Regions from separate parts of the Mus musculus genome. Here region 2 is linked to region 1. A link is a contact called in public Hi-C data. All regions are on one chromosome and are shown on one strand. The core of a region is the stretch at or near the end of the contact, and the rest is flanking DNA. Distances in the headings are between cores, read along the strand shown. Region 1 holds the start of Dis3 (DIS3 homolog, exosome endoribonuclease and 3'-5' exoribonuclease). Region 2 holds the start of Cln5 (ceroid-lipofuscinosis, neuronal 5).

Evidence for each region. Hi-C and Micro-C count contacts between places; a contact is called where the count stands out from the background.
Region 2: a contact with region 1 is called in a Hi-C map of CD8 T cells, with 4 times the contacts expected there. The contact joins the promoter of Cln5 here to the promoter of Dis3 in region 1. A contact is called at or near these places in 1 of 39 promoter capture datasets (pre-B cells) and 5 of 484 Hi-C or Micro-C datasets (CD4 T cells, CD8 T cells, the G1E-ER4 cell line and 1 more).

Annotation. Positions count from the first base shown.
Region 1 is chr14:99,097,489-99,102,878 of GRCm38.p6, reverse strand. It overlaps Dis3 (DIS3 homolog, exosome endoribonuclease and 3'-5' exoribonuclease), which reads left to right and starts at 3,109. Exons shown (of 21, transcript NM_028315.2): 1 at 3,109-3,433; 2 at 4,039-4,196; 3 at 5,101-5,294. The coding sequence starts at 3,206. It overlaps Pibf1 (progesterone immunomodulatory binding factor 1), which reads right to left and starts at 3,455. Exons shown (of 18, transcript NM_029320.3): 1 at 2,750-3,455; 2 at 1,578-1,850. The coding sequence starts at 1,829.
Region 2 is chr14:103,067,499-103,072,350 of GRCm38.p6, reverse strand. Cln5 (ceroid-lipofuscinosis, neuronal 5) reads right to left here and starts at 2,135. Exons shown (of 4, transcript NM_001033242.1): 1 at 1,884-2,135; 2 at 552-717. The coding sequence starts at 2,005.

The DNA of each region.
Region 1 (5,390 bases), core at 1,860-4,359:
TTACTGCATTAAAACCTTGAGGTCTTGAAGGGGCCCCATTAAGAAATTGTTCCTTCTTTCTCATGTATTTTCCTCATGGGCAGAGCATGTATCTAGCAGGCTGAAAGCCCTGGGTTTGATCCCAAGCGGCTCACAAATAAGTAAATAATCAAATTTTAAACCAATACTTTATGATTTATTTAACTTTTATGAGTCTGAATGTTTTGCTTGCACATATGTATGTTTCAGTCTGGTGCCCTCGGTGGCCAGAAAACAGTACTGAATCCTCTGAAATTGCGGGTTCTGAAATCTGAGCCAGTGTTGTAATGGGAAGAGCAGCAAGCTCTGTGAACTGCCTAGCTATCTCTCTCGCCCTCTCCTTCTTCCTACTAAGTCGTGGAGTGTGCGTGCGTGCGTGTGTGTGTGTGTGTGTGTGTGTGTGTGTGCGTGCGTGCGTGTGTGTGTGTACGTGTGTGTATGTGAGTGTGAGTGTGTGTGCGTGTGTGTGTGTGTGTGCGCGTGTCTGTGCGTGTGTGTGCGTGCCATGAGTCAGCTCTCTTTCACTCTACATCCCAGGGATGGAGCTCAGGTCCCCAGGCTTGGACGGTTAAGCATTTTTACCCATGAAGTTATCTCATTGGCCCCAAAGAAATACATTATCTTCTAGTAGAGAAACGCTGAGTATCTTAATATGCATATCATATTAAGTAGCATAGAGCTAAAATAAAAGACCAAGTTAACAAGAAGAAGTATAACAACGTAAACAAACTGCTGGACACGGGCTTTTGCCGGAAGAGCTGAGATGGAGAGTGAAGAGGGAAAGTTCACTGTCAGAAACAAGTAACTGTCTTAGGAACAGAAGAAGTAACACTGCAGAGATGTGTCTGGAGGCCAGTCACTATTTCTTAGGGCTCGTTTCACCTCTACCAGGCATTCCATGAACTACCCTGGGACTAAGTACCACACAAGGCAAAAAGACAACTAGTTCACCGCCACTAAAGGATAACGCACTTGCTAAAGACAATGGTCACCTAAAATTGACTTCTATGACACAGTACCTCTCAGACAGAGTAACTGTGTAGGAAGGTTAACAAGGAAATCCGACTTCTAAAGAAAGGACAATTGAGATTCAGCAATACAGTTATGATCTTCACTCTTCCTATCAGACCAGTCAGTCCCAGAAAACTTGGCTACATTTTCATTCTTAAGAAAATACATATTCCACTAATGTCACACTCTAAAACTTGAGCCTTCAAAGGTAACTCACTCATACACTTAAAACACCCCATTTCAATACGCAAACTGCAGAAAGGCAACATTGGACAAGGAGTATGAAGTGTGGCATTTAAATTCCAAATATATATATATTTTTGTTTGTTTGTTTGTTTTGTTTTTTCGTTTTTGAGACAGAAAAATCACATAGTCTGGCTATCCTAGACCTCCCCATGTAAATCAGGATGGCCTAGAATTCAGAGCAATGGGCCTGCCTCTGCTTCCAAGGGCTGGGATTAAAGGCATGTGCAGCCGCACCCGGCCTATACACCAACTTATCTTTCCTTTTCAGTTTCAAGAGAATAACAGTTTGCATCTGACCTTACCTTTGTAAGATAATCCATTTTCAAGTTGTCGATCATCATGTTTTTCTGGGATAGCTCGATTTTCAGTAACTGAATATTATGAAGTATCTCTTTTCTTTCGATTAACTGCCTGGTGATTTTGACTTTACCTTCTCGCTCCTCTGATGATGAGACATCATCTGTATGAATGGTTGTTTCCAAACTAATATCTTCAGACTCCAGAGAACTAGAGATATTTACTTTTTTTGGTTCCTTGGCAATTTTGCGAGACATTTTATTATTTGAATCAATCTTCTGTAGAATAAAAAGAAATAAAGTTAAATATACAAAAAAAAAAAAACCTACTACAGGGCATACAGAGCATTAAAGAGACACCAAGGATCGCCTAGATCATTAGGTATTGGAAGGTCCCAAATGTAAGCCAGATTAGTGTTCAAATCAAACAGACTCACTAAATCCTATCATGAACTCACCCATTGTCCTGTGTGTGTGTGTGTGTCTCGGGGCAAGAATCTTACTTGAAGGTAACAGATAAATAAAGTCATGTAAAATAGAAAGGATAGCCCTATAATACTAAGTTTCAAACTCAAGGAGAGGTTGATTTTTGTCACTGAAGGTCCTCACAGAAGTAGTATTGAAATCTGGACACAGAGAGAAAAATGTTGGTATGTCGGTGGAGGGTTTATAAAGCAAGACTTACATGCCAGGTTTAGTTTTACAGTTAAGGCATCACCGAAAAATTTGAAAACAGGCTCAGAGTGCGACAAAAGCATTTTTAAATAACTTGAAAAACCTAAAGAGGTTAGAAGGGTACAAACTCGAATATTCTGAATAGCACATTTTAGCCTTCACAAGGCTTTTTGTAACTCCCTTGTTTAAATACGACACGATTTAGTAAAATAGTTATAGAACTAGCTATTTCAGTTTCTCTAAGAGGAACGCTAAAGAAGGAGGTCTGTGTGGTGGGGGGGAACAGGAAGAGCTTCAGTACAATCCGCCTCTTTCCTTTTTAAAGGGAAAGGATTGGGGGGGAAAAAAAGTAAAATAAGAAAACAAATCCTTGCGTGAGTTACCAAGGACCAGGGACCGGCTTCTCCCTCTTTGATTAAGAAATCCGTACATTCTAAACTTCCTACATTTTAGCATCTCTGCGCCGCGTGAGAAAGAAAGGGAAAAGGATTCCTGGAAGCTACCTCTCAATGGTCAGTAACTCCGCATATAAGGATAACACCAGCTTCACCCGGACTCTTGGAAGAACCAATGGCGTCTTCAGTCAGCAGCTCAGGCTGCCACCCCTCAACAGGTATCTCGGGGCTACCGGACCGTTAGGATCGGTCACCAAGACAACCACACGCCGTGCCCCAGAAGAAGTCGGAAGAACCTGGGGTGCGCAGGTACCCAAGCTCACTCCTTCCCGGAAGCCAGTCGGAAGCGGTGCAGGCTGGGAGCTGTAGTCCAGAGGAAAGCCCCGCCCACCGGCGGGAGGAAACAACCAACACTCGCCCAATCACCGCGACCGTCGGGGAACGAACGCGCCTTCGTGTTTTCTCGCGAGAGTGACCTCACCAGCCAGCGGGCAAAAGCGGGAATGCGCGTGGCCGCGCCTCGGTTTCTTAGCTGACGGCCGGGATCCCACGCCGCGAGGCGAGATGCTCAGGTCCAAGACGTTCTTGAAGAAGACCCGCGCGGGCGGCGTGGTGAAGATCGTGCGCGAGCACTACCTGCGGGATGACATCGGCTGCGGCGCGCCGGCTTGCTCGGCCTGCGGCGGGGCGCACGCGGGCCCGGCCCTGGAGCTGCAGCCCCGGGACCAGGCGAGCAGCCTCTGCCCGTGGCCGCACTACCTTCTGCCGGACACCAATGTGCTGCTGCACCAGGTGCGTGGACGCGGGGCCGCGTGGTGACGAGGGGGCGTGGCAGACAGGGACGCTGGGGACCGGGGAGGCGGGTCTTGGGATGTTGGATGGAGAGAGGCAAGTACCGTGGCTACCCTCGCTCGCATCCTGCCATCCAGGCTGAGGTACCGTTCCCTGATGTCACTTTATTTATTTATATATATATATTTTTTTTCGGTTCTTGGAGTCTTATTTTTAGACACGTTACATTTTCTAACCCCTGGTGTCTCTTCTACTTTAGATTATAAGTGCCTGGAAGCCGGGGACCTGGGCTTCTGTGGCCTCCAGATTGCGACCCCCAGGCAGCTTGTAAGTGCCTACGAACAAAAAATTGTGTGGGCCAGCATAATTTACTTATTAATAGCTCTGGTATTGCAAACTCTGTGGTCCGATTATGGGTGCTTGTCATCGTCTCAGGCCTACAGGGTCCCCCCTTAGTGACTTTGTCAAGTTTTTTCTGCAGCCAAGTACCACTTTGGCCTAACGGAGAGTCAGTGTTTTAAACTGTCACAAGAATTCAGGCTGGGCAGAGAGTTCAAGGTAGAACTGAAAACGGGGGAGTTAACATTTGGCTTTGGTTTTTTAAGATTGATGTCCTCGAACACCCGGCCATCAGAAATGTCATTGTGCTACAAACAGTGATGCAAGAAGTGAGAAACCGGAGCGCCCCCATCTACAAGCGAATCAGGGATGTGACCAATAACCAGGAAAAGCATTTCTATACCTTCACTAATGAGCACCATAAGTAAGTATCACAAAACCACAGGGCTACCTAAATTTAACAGACTTCTTGGAAAGGAATTTATCAAACACAGGCTGTAGCTTCCTGTGCTGCTTGGTGGTTACCTGGTTGTGTGGAAGACAGTGCTACCTACATAGGCTCATCTAAGGTCGCAGTGTTAGTGAGGTCACACCCTAAACCAGGATCTAGCCGCTAAAGTCGTCCTTTTACTTCTGAAATGCTCCCTTTAAGTTGTCTATTGAGTTGAATGGTTGATTCTTTGGCGATAAGAACCATCTACACTCCTGTAATCCCATATTATGTGAGTGACAAATATATAGGAGAAAAATGTGGGAGTTTGTGATTAATAAGCTTTATCTTACATCTGATTTATTGAAATTAAATTTCTAAACATAATGAGCTGCCTGTTATATTAAACAGTAGATAATATGTATCTATGATGCTTAAAGTCACTTTCTCAGCTTTGACATTATTAACATTTTGAACTGAGTATTTTGTTGTATGAAATTTTCTTATGCATCGTAGGTGCTTTGCAACCTGCTTATGCCAAGTATGTGCAAATAGCACTCTCCTGTCAGTTCCAAGTTTCCTGAACCGGAATGTTCAGGAACATGGAACTTGGAACTAAGTTCCGCAGGAACTAAATGCACACACACACACACATACACACACACACACACACACACACAGACACACAAACATACACACTCCTAGAGAGGAGGAGGAGGGGGTGGGGGAGAGAGACAGACAAGACAGACAGATAGATAGATAGTCAGTGTGTCCACCTGTGGGCTGCTCATTCATTGTGCCTCCTTAAACTCCAGTGGCTGTGGAACATTTATGTCCCAGAAGTTTTGACCCCACTGGCTAGCTTTTGTTTTGTGTTTCCTGTCGCTTTTACATTTAGAGAAACCTACATCGAGCAAGAGCAGGGAGAGAATGCCAATGACAGGAATGACAGAGCCATCCGAGTCGCAGCGAAGTGGTACAACGAGCACCTGAAGAGGGTGGCAGCAGACAGTCAGCTGCAAGTTATCCTGATAACCAATGACAGGAAGAACAAAGAGAAAGCTGTGCAAGAGGGGATACCAGCCTTCACGTGTAGGTCTGAGTGTGGGTGCTTCCAAGCCTGTGTCCCGCTGTACAGAAACATTAGGATCAGGCTGCGCGGTCACATGACCCAGCTGCGTTGTCCTG
Region 2 (4,852 bases), core at 886-3,385, 4.0 Mb before region 1:
GTATCCTGTACCCCAGCTTGACTCTGGAATGGTGATGCTCTTGCTAGGACCTTCCAAGTCCCAAGATTACAGTTGCACAGCTCCATGCCGATCCAGTGGTAACTAACTCTTCCTGACTCCCAACATAAAGGTGCTAGGAACTATATCACAGGCTGCAGAGATGGCTGAATGGGTAAGGGTGCTTGTTATGCAAGCATGAAGACCTGAGTTCAAATCCCCAGCACGCATGTCGTACCTAAAAGCCAGTCATTTCCACTTGTGTCTGTCATCCCAGTGTTGAGGGCAGGAGTTGTCTCACTGGCCAACCAGTTTAGACAAAAATGTATGCTTCAGGTTCAGTGAGGGACCCTGTCCTAAGGGAATGATATGATGAGTGACACCCAGCAGCCTCCAGCCACTTGATGCTTGTGAACAGGTGCACACACACACACATAACCCGCACATACAAAGTTATCAATTAATATGACCTAGTAACCATTTGACTACTCATTTAAGTCAAAGTAATAGCTGAATTACTTAAGTAAAGCTACAAGATCAAGATGCATTCTTACAAAGTGTCCCAGGAGGTCTCCATATTTAAATTCCCAAATCGGGGCTTGTAGTCGTAAGACCTCGATGACGTCATTGTCCTTCATAACTGGGATGGGCGAGCCGGTAGGACAGAAAGTATACTTAGCTTGACAGTAGGGATCTGTCTTCGGACGGAAAGAGAAGCGCCTGGTGAGAAAGAGAACCATCCTCAGAATTGCTCTTCTAACAATCTTAACACGGGGACAAAACCTGATCTAACTTACAGCTATATACCAGTTGTCAGGTGGGAATGTCAATCGGGGCTTCTTTAGAGTCAAAAGACCAGTCAGCCTCCGTCTCCTGGTATTAGATAAAATACTTTGAGATTTACAATCTCTTTCTTGTTTTATTGGGTATTTAAGGTTTTTTTTTTCTTGTGAATATTTTCATGAAAACCAACCTCAACCCTAAACTTTTTTTTCTCTCATATATATTTAGAAGAACCAATTCATGAACAGAACACATGAATATTTAAGTTTGGCAACTGCTGGTTTTCACCAGAAATGCGAGGGCTACTATCATTTCCTGTTTTCTGTCCAGGGTATGTGAGCATGAAGATTCTGAGTTAAATTCCCTAAGACCGCACAGAGGATGAGCAAATGGGACCAGATTTGGTCTGCAGCCTTCAGAACTAAGAACTCCTTAGAGGAACATGCATCATGCCATGAACCCCCCCGCCCCTCATTCTGTTATGCAAAACATATGCTTTCAAAAGCTGCATCTCTTTCCACTTCACTATGCCCACGCCAGCCACCACTCCACCCACCCCTGTCCCCCGCAACCCCGAAGACCGAGCGCTTCTTGTTTCGCAATTCCCCACAGGCTGTCAAAACTTAGCTAAGTCAAAGACTGCGATCACCTCCTCAGGTCCGGAGCCCTACCTACCCTCCAGGTTGAAGTGGACCAACAAGGTGATCCTGACTAGCCTAGGGAGGAAATTCCCCGGGTCAGTCAGCTAAATTCCCCATTTAGCTCAGTAAGGACACAGGGGAGCAAGCAGGCTCCCTGTAAATTCTCCCCAAATGTTATGCAATGGCAGCTAACGATAAGGCATGAAATAATTGCAGTGTTTAAAACATTTTAACCTGCTCTCCAAGTCAGTAGCACCTAAAAGTCACTCCGTGCAGTGATGTCACTCTCCATTCCTCCCAGGACTCTGAACTGCCCAGAACCGGTGAGGATCCCCGAGTTGCCAACTATTTAGGAACTATGCTCTTAGTGTCGCCCGCCCTGTGCCCTGCGTCCCCGGGCGCGCTAAGGTATCGGATCCGCCCTCTCCAAGTCCCCTCCCCGCCCCGCTCCGTCTCACTCACTTGTAGGGCACCGGCCAGCGTTGCCCAGACGTCGGGGACGCGCCCAGAATCGTCGCCAGCCCGAGCAGCGCCAGCGCGAGCGCCGGGCGCCAGTGCGCTCCACATGGCCCCCCGCGCAGCATCCGCGGCTCCCTGAGATCCCGGAGGCTCCGGGGCCCCGGCGTCGGCCTTGCGTGCGCGCCGCCGCGAGGAGCCAGCCAAGCACCAGCGCCGGCTTGGCCGTGTGACCTCCGGGCGCGTGACGCCTCCCCTGTCCCGGCCGGGGCGGGGCGCCTCTGTTCCAGCGCGCGTGCGCTGGACGCTAAAAAGCCCTGTCCTCCCGGAAGGGTGAGACTGGTACTGCAAAACTCACTCCAGCCTGGTGGATGTGTGCTATGCCTCTAGCGCAAAGGTGCTTTCTGCCCTCCCCGCAGCCATCACCAGCCAAACCGTAACAACAATAAAACACTTATGAACTTTCTTGACCCACATGGCCCAGGCCAGTCTCCAACACAAATCTTCTGCTTGGAGACACTGGGTGCTCAGCGGAATTAAAAAATGAGGACATTACAGGAAATGATTGCCCTCTCCTGGCCTCTCTGAGAATGTTGCAAAGATCAGCAATGACAATATGCTTTCCGTGCTGCCATCGGCATCACCAGACTTGGACTGCTCTGCTCCGGTTCTGTCCTCTGCCACACTTAGTATTATCCGTGACTCTTCAAAGCTTAAGACCGACCAATAGAGCTAGGTTTAATCCATTTATCCTCCGGTCCTCCTTTGTCCAGTAAGTGTAAGATTGCTAAGAGCATCACGCCATACGGAATCAGGCTGTTCAGGCCACTGCACTGAGTGATGGCAACCAAGATCACTCACGTACGCTGGAGATGAGACTGGAACAGGCAGTATTTTGGAGATCTCCTAGCAAACCCACTATGTGTATGCACATAGGAGCTGCATGAGGTCTGAACTACAAAGCGAACACGGGATCCTTTTTGCTTGCCAACTCTGAAGCTCAAGAAGAGATAGAAATGTCAGATCCAGAAACCCTTTATCAAAAGTTTTGGACCTATCTGGGTTGTAGTGTGAGGCTGATATTCTCAGAGATTCCTCTGCCAAAGGTTCTAGCTGTTTCGTCCTTGCTGATGTATTTTCCAAAAGGAAAAAAAAAAAAATTAAGTCTGTAAATTTTAGGAGACAAAGTTTCTCAGGGAATGAAAAAAACAGGGTGTCATCATGATACTTTAACGTGTCCTAGCAGGTGATGGCTGGCTTTCTCTTTTTGACTTCAGGATGATAACTAGCCAGGCAAACGTGTTAAGTTCAAGCTCATCTTTGCTTTCTTATTTATAACTCTGTGAACTAAATAAATCACTATTCTGAGAAGGGTTTCCAGGTTGCTAAAGGTTCTGTCAAACACGACATGCTTTTTTGCTTCGGACACACCAATTTTCTAACCACATTTTAATGAAAGAGTAATGATATTTTAACTAGGTTTGTAGGCCTTAGATATACTCACCTGCTTTATAGGTGCTTAACTGCCCTAAACAAATACATCAACTGTATTGTAGCCTCTAATTTCAGATTTTTCTTAACAGTTTTTCTTGCCTATCACAGCATAATGTCAAAGATGCTACAATAGGTCAAAGGTGAGTTTAAAGGTTCAATTTAGGGTTGAATTTAGTAAAGTTAGAAATTGTAATAGTCACTCATGAGGAGAATCGATGGGGGCATCTGTTTTATTTTTTAATTATGTATGTATGTATGTATGTATGTATGTATGTATGTATATATGTATTATTTATGTAGCTGTCTTCAGACACACGAGAAGAGGGCATCAGATCCTATTCCAGATGGTTGTGAGCCACCATGTGGTTGCTGGGAATCGAACTCAGGGCCTCTGGAAAAGCAGTCAATGCCTTTCACCACTGAGCCATCTCTCCAGCCCCCGGGGGCATCTGTTTAATGTATGACACACATGTATGATATGTAAACCCCTAATTCAAAATCAAGAAATTTATAATTTACAATCTTTGACCATTTGCATTGATTCTTTTAGAGTAGTCTTTAAGCTTGAACTGAGTTACTGAATATGAGTTTTTATTTTCATTTTGAACAGTTATGAGTCTTTCTCAAGAAAACCAGCTTCATAACAAACATTTCTCTCTTTCTTACATGATTTGATAAAACATGTTGTCTGGACATGGAGGGACATCTGAAATCCCAGCACTCAGGAGGCTGAGGCAGGAAGATCTACAGTTTGAGACAGTCTGGTCTATAGAGCAATACCTTGTCTCAGAACAAAACCTAAAAAACTGCAACAAAGAAACCAATAAAAGTCCTTTGCTCGGACTCTGACTGCGCTCCTGCACTGTGCTTCAGCAGGCCAAACTAAAATGGAATTCTTGTGCTATCTGTGTGTAAACAAAGTGATTTAAAAATTTTTATGTGTATGCGTGTTTTGCCTGCATGTATGTCTATACATCATGTGCATGTAGGTCCATGATGTACTCAGAAGCCAGAAGAAGTCATCAGATCCCCACAGGACCCCTCTGTGAGGTGAGGTCTGGGAATTGAACCTGAGTCCTCTGTAAGAGCATCCGGTGCTCTCAGCCGCTGAACCTAAACAGTCAAATTATAAAGAAACGAAGAAACCCCCTAAGTTGGAGATTTATAGCAACCAATCAAAAAGAGACTTAAAGTCTGTCGATGTACTACAACAGTCTTTGGTGGTGGTTAATCTTCAGGGCCAACTTAACTACACTAAAAATTTCCACAGAAAACACACTTCTGAGTGCATGTTTGAGAGTGTGTCCAGAAGGTTGGACTGAAGACAGAAGACCCACGCTGAGTGTGTGCAGAACCATGCTGTGGATTTCTTCCTGGACTGAATAAGGAGAAAGCAGGGTGACCACCAGCATTCATATCCCTCTGCTTGGTTACTGCAGTGGCCATATGCCTCATGCATGCATCACCACCATGCCCCCTGC